3 separate regions of the Mus musculus genome follow, and all the other regions are linked to region 2. The links are chromatin contacts, called in public Hi-C and promoter capture Hi-C maps. All regions are on one chromosome and are shown on one strand. Each heading gives the region's core, a stretch centred on a gene start, on an enhancer-like site or on the middle of the called end of the contact. The rest is flanking DNA. Distances are from core to core; before and after follow the strand shown.

Evidence for each region. Promoter capture Hi-C pulls out the DNA fragments that hold promoters and counts their contacts. A called contact is a pair of places that touch in the nucleus more often than the background predicts.
Region 1: a promoter capture Hi-C map of pre-B cells shows a contact between it and region 2, with 4 times the contacts expected there. The contact joins the promoter of Rtn4 here to the promoter of Acyp2 in region 2. A contact is called at or near these places in 6 of 39 promoter capture datasets (the HPC-7 cell line, HPC-7-derived erythroid cells, cranial neural crest and 3 more), 4 of 484 Hi-C or Micro-C datasets (adipose-derived mesenchymal stem cells, cerebral cortex, nephron progenitors and 1 more) and 5 of 115 datasets of contacts at active chromatin or transcription factors (bone marrow-derived macrophages, embryonic limb bud, forebrain and 2 more).
Region 3: a Hi-C map of cortical neurons shows a contact between it and region 2. The contact joins the enhancer-like site here to the promoter of Acyp2 in region 2. A contact is called at or near these places in 2 of 39 promoter capture datasets (the C10 cell line and hippocampal neurons) and 1 of 484 Hi-C or Micro-C datasets (cortical neurons).

What each region holds. Positions count from the first base shown.
Region 1 is chr11:29,691,359-29,694,638 of GRCm38.p6, forward strand. It overlaps Rtn4 (reticulon 4), which reads left to right and starts at 1,540. Exons shown (of 9, transcript NM_194054.3): 1 at 1,540-2,335. The coding sequence starts at 1,831.
Region 2 is chr11:30,647,997-30,651,226 of GRCm38.p6, forward strand. It overlaps Acyp2 (acylphosphatase 2, muscle type), which reads right to left and starts at 1,400. Exons shown (of 4, transcript NM_029344.3): 1 at 1,305-1,400. The coding sequence starts at 1,383.
Region 3 is chr11:29,787,738-29,790,924 of GRCm38.p6, forward strand. All of the region lies in intron 24 of Eml6 (echinoderm microtubule associated protein like 6), which reads right to left. Among named protein-coding and RNA genes, the nearest start is that of Gm39671, 20 kb to the right of the region's middle. Within about 2 kb of position 1,259, at least 108 of the 459 cell types and tissues checked have an H3K27ac peak or open chromatin away from gene starts, as enhancers often do. A contact at or near this core is called in cortical neurons, where this site is marked.

The sequences.
Region 1 (3,280 bases), core at 290-2,789, 960 kb before region 2:
TTAAAACTTAAACTAAATCTAGGGTGATATTACTTTGTTGGGACTACAAATTTGCTTAAAAACCAACAAAATCCATGGCAATCAAATATCTTAGTTATTAGAACATGCATTTAAAAGTTTCTACAAGCTGCTTCAAAAAGAATACAAGTGAACTTGATAATATAGTGTACTCATCCCACTATATCCAAAATACTATCAATGCCAACATAAAACCAATGTGAAACAGAAATTATAACATTTCTTATAAATTCTGGGAATGTAGTGTGTATTTTATTCACAGAACACACTTCATTTCAGTGCTCAGGAGCTAAAAGCAGCCAGTTGCTTCAGTACTAGACAGTGCACATGTAGACTGAACAATTGGAATGCAGGCAATCCTCTCTCCAGAGTAGGCATGCAGCCAGTATTTTTGAAAAGTGTATAAGAAAGATAAAGGGACTCTGCAAACCTTGAAGCAAAGTTTTCTATGTTCTACCGTTTTCTTTCTTTCTTTCTTTCTTTCTTTCTTTCTTTCTTTCTTTCTTTCTTTCTTTCTTTTGATTTTTTGAAACAGGGTTTCTCTGTGTAGCTTTGGCTGTCCTAGAATTCACTTTGTAGACCAGGCTGGTCTCGAACTCAGAAATCCACCTGCCTCTGCATCCCAAGTGCTGGGATTAAAGGCATGTGCCACCACACCTGGCTACCGTTTTCTTTAAAGTGTAGCTTTGGGGGGGTGGGGGTGGGGGGGACCGCACATCAGGAGACATGCCATTCCAGCATATCAAACCAGTGAGTGTAGGGCTTCCCGACTCCTAGGAAGCCTGAATCATCCGGGATGTTGACTCATCAGCCTGAGGTGAGTGAAAAATAGTGAACCAATTTTGCCTTCCAAGGCATCTATTTCAACGTTCCTTCCCCCTTCTCCCTTTCTGGTGACTCATTCTCCGTGCACTTTTAGAGTCCAGCAGAATGCAAGGCCGAAAGCATTCTAAACAGTGAGCCCAGAGCTCCGGGTAATCTAGCACAGCTGTTTTGCCTACCTCATTCCAGGCCTGCAGTCTAGAAAGGGAGGGAACTTGAAAGTGTCAAATAAATGTTTTGTTTTTCTTTCTCCTTTTGAGGTGGTGGTAGTTATGCGTTGGGACCATGTCTGAAAATAAGTCTTTTATCTAAAAAAATCCGTAAGACCTAATTCAGTCTTGTTAGTACCTTTCTCCACTTTTTTTTTTTTTTTTCCCTTTTCGGGGAGGAAACTTTCCACTCCTAGGTCCCCAGGATAACGCCCTTCCACAGGCTTCTTGGAAAACTCTCCAAATCCTGGGACCGCAGCCCGCCCCCTTTTGGTAGACTAAAATCCCGCTGTAGGCAAGGCCAAGTCCCCGCCCCATTCCCCAACTACACTAGGTGGGGGTGGATCCCAGCTCCAAACCCCGCCCTCCGAACGCCACCAAGGAAGTATGGCAGGCTCCGCCTGCACCCTATTTCTATTGGACAACCCCGTGATCCATCTTCTCTATCCCGCAGCCTATTGGCTCTCTGTCCCCCGCGCCAGCCAGCCCTCCCCTGCCGGGAAGGTGAGTCACGCCAAACTGGGCGGAGAGTCTGCCCTCCTCTCTCAGTTGCTCATCTGGGCGGCGGCGGCTGCTGCAACTGAGGACAGGGCGGGTGGCGCATCTCGAGCGCGGAGGCAGGAGGAGAAGTCTTATTGTTCCTGGAGCTGTCGCCTTTGCGGGTTCCTCGGCTTGGTTCGGCCAGCCCGGCCTCTGCCAGTCCTGCCCAACCCCCACAACCGCCCGCGGCTCTGAGGAGAAGTGGCCCGCGGCGGCAGTAGCTGCAGCATCATCGCCGACCATGGAAGACATAGACCAGTCGTCGCTGGTCTCCTCGTCCGCGGATAGCCCGCCCCGGCCCCCGCCCGCTTTCAAGTACCAGTTCGTGACGGAGCCCGAGGACGAGGAGGACGAGGAAGACGAGGAGGAGGAGGAGGACGACGAGGACCTGGAGGAATTGGAGGTGCTGGAGAGGAAGCCCGCAGCCGGGCTGTCCGCGGCTCCGGTGCCCCCCGCCGCCGCACCGCTGCTGGACTTCAGCAGCGACTCGGTGCCCCCCGCGCCCCGCGGGCCGCTGCCGGCCGCGCCCCCCACCGCCCCTGAGAGGCAGCCGTCCTGGGAACGCAGCCCCGCGGCGTCCGCGCCATCCCTGCCGCCCGCTGCCGCAGTCCTGCCCTCCAAGCTCCCGGAGGACGACGAGCCTCCAGCGCGGCCTCCGGCGCCAGCCGGCGCGAGCCCCCTAGCGGAGCCCGCCGCGCCCCCTTCCACGCCGGCCGCGCCCAAGCGCAGGGGCTCGGGCTCAGTGGGTGAGTGCTGCTGCGCGTTACGCCCCTCCCTCTTTTGTGTCTTGGCCCGGGGGAGGAGGGGACGGGCAGGGCTGCTCGGGACCCTAGGGCTTTGTCTACGAGTGGCAGGGTGATGGCGCCCCCGCTGGCGGGAGGCGGGCAGAAGGGTGGGGCGGCCTCGGAAGCCTGGGTGCCTTCATTGTTTGTCGGGGTTTCGGGGAGCACGTGCACCGCTGCCAAGTCGCTGGTTCCCATTCCAGCACGAAGTTCTCGCCTATCAGCAGCTAGGAGTGTGTTGAAGAACTAGGATGGTGGATTCCTTGGGCTGGGCTGGGCTGGGCTGGGCTGGGCTGGGCTGGGCTGGGCTTGGAGGTGGGAATGGGAAGGCTGTGGTGCCCTAATCCCTTTATTTAAAGGATGGGCGTTTGTCGACCACTCTACAGTTTTTTTATTTTTTAGGGCCTGCCTTCCTTCCTGCCGGGCGTCGGGGGATCCCCTTGCACTAATCCCCTGTTTCTTTCTCCCTTTATTGGTGGGGAACTGGCCGAGCTGCTAACGTCTATACAGTAACCCAACTGCGGTGAAGGGGGAGCGAGCGCCTCCAGTGGCGTGGTTCCAGGAGAAAAGGGAAGGAGAGACTTTTGGTGAAGTTCTGCCACCGCCCAGTTCATTTGTGTTTAATGTGGTGATTCCTACACCAGCCTGAGAAACGAGATCTGGGCATTTTGTTCCGATGGGGCATAGTTATCCAGGGCCTCAGTTGTGCTGTAAAAGAAATTGCCAAATTTAATGGCATCTCTTAGCCTTTAAATGCATCGAGATTGACTTGTAGAGAAAAGGCAAAATGGTTGACCTTAAAAAGGGGCAAACCTGTGGATTCCTGGTCAGGAATTAGTTGAACTTGTGGTAGATTTATCCTGAGACATAATGAAATGTTTTAGGGCAAATGTTCCTATATTAGTTAGA
Region 2 (3,230 bases), core at 150-2,649:
AGACAGAGGCAGGAGGATTTCTGAGATCGAGGCCAGCCTGGTCTACAAAGTGAGTTCCAGGACAGCCAGGGCTATACAGAGAAACCGAGTCTCAAGCCCCCGCCCCACCCCCCAAAAAAGAGAAAAAATAAAGAGAAAAAGAAAAAGAAAGAGAAGGAGGAGGAGGAGGAGGAGGAGGAGGAGGAGGAGGAGGAGAAAGAGGAAAAGGAAAAGGGAAAGGGAAAGAGAAAGAGAAAGAGAAAAGAGAAAGAGAAAGAGAAAGAGAAAGAGAAAGAGAAAGAGAAAGAGAAAGAGAAAGAGAAAGAGAAAGAGAAAGAGAAAGAGAAGGAGAAGGAGAAGGAAAAGGAAAAGGAAAAAGAAAAAGAAAAAGAAAAAGAAAAAGAAAAAGAAAAAGAAAAAGAAAAAGAAAAAGAAAAAGAAAAAGAAAAAGAAAAAGAAAAAGAAAAAGAAAAAGAAAAAGAAAAAGAAAGGCATTATTTTTATGTTGAAGACCGGAACCTGCATTACAGGCTTATAAGGACTAGCTCGTCCTTGGTCTGGTACAGAGCAGAGCACCCATTCCAGGGCTTGGTGACTATTAAGCAAGCACTCTACTGAGCTACATTTCCAGTCTCAAAAAGTTTTCTTCTTTTAAATGGATGATATACATTAAATAGTTACAGTATTTATACGCCATTAGATAATTTTCTCAAGTGTATAGACCAGCCTGGTCTTGAACTCAAATATCCACCTTCTTCTGCATAAGGACTACATGCACTACTATGTCAAGTTGCGTTAGAAAAAATTAAAAGAATGTTTTAACGTTTTAAATTACAAATATAAAGATTTAAAGTAAGTCAGACATTATATTCTATGCATCTATTTAAGCTTATAATCAAACAAAAATTTTAAAACTTCACTTAAATGGCCTGGGAGTGTACTTCAGCAATCTAGTACGCAAATGTAAGACTGTGCATAAATATATAAGGTTCAATCTCCAAAACCCAGGAAGGAAAAATTGCTAGCTGGAGAGGGGCTACAACCTCTGACAAAGTAAATCACCCAGTATCATTCAGGTACCCTTGCTTTTCTGCCGCACTTAGGCGTCCCCCACCCCCATCCTATAGGCTTGCAGCGTCCTCTTCGGGAACCCAGGGTGACCTCCCTCCGCCCCGCGCTAGCCCGTTCTCCCCGCCCCGGGCTGCTGTGTCATGGCTGAGCGGAAGTCGCTGCCTCAGTGAGAAGAACCGTCCCTAAAATGGATGGCATAAGCTTCCTCCTCTCCCTCCCACGGCCTCGTCTTGGCATCCCAGGTCAGACCGTACCTTGCACTGTCCCGAACACTTCGTAGTCCACAGACTTGAGCAGCTCGGTCATGGCGGCCAGCCTTCTCCCGAGCAGCATTAGCTGGGTATGTGGCGCGGAGACTGCGACAGCCGCCAGGGGAGGAAGACTTATGGGCTCTGGGACCGACGCCCAGAAGCCAAGACAAGAGCGCGCTGGGTCATGCGTAAGAAGATGGCAGATGACCGTTGTACACAGTGAGGGCGACGGGACACCCGGCGCTCGGGCTCCCTAGCAGGGTGCTCCCTCTCTGCGTTCCCCAGGACCCGGTTCTCTAAAGAAAACGGAGGTCGGGCATGTGAGGGGATTAAACCAACTAATATCTACCCACCGACGTTTATTTGACACAAAAAAGGTTTTGTTTTGTTTTTTCTATAAGGATGAAAATAAGAGGGTGACTTGTTGAGAGGACAGAGCGGGTAAAGTCTAAGTGGGTAGAGATGAGAAGGATAATAGGGGGAAAATTACCAAAATTCATTATATGCAAGGATAAAATGTCAAAGAATTTTTAAGTTTTAGGTGATTTTATATAGGTACACTGTAAAGAATACATAGTATACCCATGGGTACACTGTAAGGAGATTAATTCAAGCTAATTAACTTTCATCTCTGATTTCATTTAAGATTTCAACGATTTTAAATATATATCATTCTTAACTATACTCACCATTGTGCAAATATATGATAATCTCCACTTCATATGAAGAAAATGTGTGCCCTTGAAACAATATCCCCATTTCCAACATCCTGAGGTGGACATTTGAAATGAAGGACCTGCTTAGCTTAGTGGCACAAAGGGTATTTGGTCAGTGTGCTGGCTAGTCTTGGCACAAGCTAGAGTAATCTTAGAGGAGAGAACCTCAAGTGAGAAAATGCCTCCATAAGATCTAGCCATAAGGCATTTTCTTAATTAGTGATTGATGGGGGGGTGGGGGAGGGAGCAGTGGAACCCAGCCAGTTGTGGGTGATGCCATCCCTAGTCCAGGGATCCTGGGTTCTATAAGAAAGCAGGCTGAGTAAGCCATGTGGAACAAGTCAGTAACCAGTCCCCACCCCCACCCCACCCCCCATGCCTCTACATCATCTCTAGGTTCCTGCCTTGTTTGAGTCCCTATCCTGATATGTACAGTGCTGTGGAGGTATAAGCCAAATAAACATTTTCCTCCCCCAAGCTGCTTTTTGGTCATTGTGTTTCATGGCAGCAATAAAAACCTTAACTAAGACAGACAATGAATCAATTCTGAAATGTTCTGACGGTGCCAAATCTGTGGTGATTCTGAGATAAAGTTAGGCTTGATCTTTTCATTCAGGCTGATGAATCTGAAAGGTGCCTTGTGGTGATTTGGCTAGCTTTGTTGCCCATACAGACTGTGTTTGAATACTTGGGCCCATGGGAAGTGGCATTATGAGGAGATATGGCCTTAGTGGAGAAAGTGTGTCCCTGTAGAGGCAGGGCTTTGAGGTCTCCTATGCTCAAGTTATGCCCAGTATGGAATCCTGTCACCTCTTAGTTACCTTCAGACAAAGATGTAGAATTCTCAGTTCCTCTGGCACCATGTGAGCCTGCGTGTTGCCATGCTTCTGGCCATGATAATGGACTAAATCTCTGAAATTGTAAACTAGCACCAATTAAATGTTTGCTTCCATAACAGTTGCCATGGTCATGACATCTCTTCACAGCAATAGAAATCCTAAGAAATACCTCAATCTCTATTATAACTAGATGTGATGCTGTGTAAGATGAGAATTTTTAACAATTTTATCTAATGCCAATGGAAACAGACTTACAGTCATTCTGTCTGTTGTTATACAGTTTTGTTTTCATGGTCTTGATTATTATTCAGAGATATTTCAATTGTCTGGGACAGTTAAAACAGGCTATATCTGAAGAACTGTATTTCCTAGTG
Region 3 (3,187 bases), core at 9-2,508, 860 kb before region 2:
GAGAGTAACATTTGGGGGCAACTGAGACTGGACAGCATGCAAATGAATTCTTCTCTTCTCCTCCCCCCTCTCCCTCCCCCCTCCTCTTCCCCCCTCCCCCTCCTCCCTTGCAAGGTATAATATGACTTAAAAACAATTTTTTAAAAAAGAAAACCATAATTATGGGTATGTGTTTTCTCCCTTTTTAAAATTATTACAAGAAGAAACATTTAGGTCACCACTCTTTCATTCCCTCTGCCTGCTGTGCAGTTTTTTTCTTTGCTTTCTCTTCCTATTTCTGCCCACGAGTGCATGTATACATACACACAAATACACCTACACACAAACATACATACACACAAACATCCACACATGCACAGAAACATACACATACACACACACATACAAACACACGCACACAAACATACCCACACACAAATACACCTACACATAAACATACACACAAACACATATACACAAACATACACACATACACACATACACACAAATATACACAAACATACACAAATATTCACACATACACAGAAACATACACACAAATACAAACATAACATACATATATAAACATACACATACACAGAAACATACATACACATACAAACACCCAAACACATCCATACCCACACCCACACCCACTGAAATCTGAGGACAAGGAGCAGATGCAAAGATGAAAAAGTCTGCACTTTTCATCCATATATTACTGCCCCAAATAATAGAAGGTGAATTATTTCAGAATCCATATTTTTATCACTAGAAAAGTCTGCTTACATAGAAAACAGGGCAGACAAACAAAACAAGCAAGCAAGCAAACAAACCAAACTGACCAACAACCAAACAATCAAACAACCAAACAATGTCCTCACTGCTAAGGAGAGAGAGCCAGTCACCCAGAGCAAAAGCCACATGCATTAGCCTGGTTGCCACATCATACTATGGTTGTACAACTCAGAATAATTCCAGACTTGTACTACATGAATCAAACCAATGTACTATATGAACCAAAACAATGCCAGGCCATTTGCTGTGAAAAGAGAAATGAAGTGTCTTGTAAGGGCTCCAACTGTTGATTGCCTAAGATCATATAGTCCTACAGTTTTCAGAAATGAACTTTTGCTATCTAGAATAAACCCTGTGTTTTATCTCGTCCCATGTATTCTTTTCTCCAGTGTTCCATGCATGAGCTTTCATTTGGGGCACTGATGTTCCTGCAAAAGCAAATGAGCTGTGGTTGCCATGGACACGAGGACTGCTGAAGCTGAGGCTGCGCCTGCACCTACACCATCCCTACTCCTGCCAAGCCAGCTGGCTCTGGCAAATGCTTTCACTATTCTGATGAGATGAGATGAATAAACAAACTCCTGCATCTAAATCTTGCTCTTTACCCTGTCCATGTTCTCTGGGTCTCTGCTACCAAAAGCTAGGCTGGTCTTGGGGAGCATGGCATTTTCCTGAGATGTAGCACCTTGGGACCTGGCATGACATAGAGTTCACAGCTGACGGGACTGTAGTTAAAGTAGGCAAGTGGTATGGGTGCACCTGCTCCTATTCTCCAGATGGCACAGACTTTAGAGATAACACATATTCTACTTGCTCTGAAACCATAGGGACCACGGGGTCTGCTCCTATTCTCAAGACAGAGTAGTTTTTAGAGATCACATGTATTCTACTCTGCTCTCAAGCTATATGGACCACTGGTCTGACACCTTCACTGACGGAAGGACCAGAGAGGGAGGTCAGTGCTTCTTCAGAAACCCTGGCCTCTCCCTCCTTGTGCTCCGAGTGCCTCCCCAGTCCTGGAGGCTAGCCTTGGGTAGAAGAAAGGGCAAGGTATTGCACCTCTCTTCCTCCCTTTTCAAGTGATGTCTCCATTTTGAGGTATTTTATAAGACCCTCTCTCAGTGCTCCCCCTCTCCCATAGCAACAACACTGCCAACAGTCCTACCGACCATGAGATCCACCTTCTCCATTCCTGGGCATATACCCAAGGCTGAAATGAAAACAGGGTCTTGGAAAGATACTTGTGCACCAAGATTCATAGCATTGTCATAATGGCTAAAGTGTGGAGGCAACCTAGGTGTGTATCAATAGATAAACATGCAAGCAAAATGTGAGACAGACATATAGCCTGCTATCATCTGCCTTAAGGGAATTCTGACATAGGACATTGCATGGATGATTCCTGAGGACACCATGTGGAGGGAAGTGAGGTAGTAATGAGAAGACAGTGTTGTGTGTTTTCACTAAGATGAGGTACATAGAGAAAGTAGCTATTTCTAGGGACTGACAGGAGAGCTACTGTGTGCTGGGTTGAGAATTCTAGTCTCACAAGAGGAAGTGAGTTTTGGAGGTGAGTAATGATAATAGCCATACAACAATGAGAATATTCTCTGTGCATGAGCTGGTATATTTAATAATGATAACATGTTTATATATTTTGCATTTGAAATTACTTTAAAATCTTCCAAATAAAAATTTCATACATCCCACTTTTCTGTTGCTCTTTCACTTCCAACATAAAATGGCTGAAGGGTTTCATTCCCCTAGCAATGACTAGGAAAGGGAATCAATATTCCACATAACACACAGTATATGGTGGTGTGTGCGGTGAACTCAGAACAGTCATCTTACTCCATCTTACACAGAGAGAGAAGGAATAGGAACATCACTGCCTTCTTGAGTCTTTAAGACAATAGAGCAGAGAATACAAAAGAAGAGGGTGGTGAGAGGCAGCTCTTCCCACTCGATTCTTGGCCTCACGAAGGTAAGGTGACTCAAGTTGCTGACCACGGATCCCATCTCATGCCCTTGACTCTGTCTGACCTGAAGCCTGGGGGACTTATGTGATTTCCCTTGCTCTTGTTGGGACTGGCACCTTTTACAGTAAGTTACATGTTTTTCTTTCTACTGACTGTACTGCAAAAACTCCCACAGGTTATAAAGCTCAAACAAAGTTCAAATTCTAGTGCAGCACAGCTAAACATCTGCCTGGCCCAGTCTGAGACTATCTCAAAAAATACTTAAAATGAAGTATGATTTATTAAATAACTACATATTTATTAAATATAACTAATTAAATAAAAATAGCAGTGTCTCTGCAGGAACCTCTTCCTGGGTCAGACTCTTGTCGCCTCTCTCTGACTTTCATCAGTTGATTTTGGGAATGCCCCAATGAAAATAACCTGCAGAT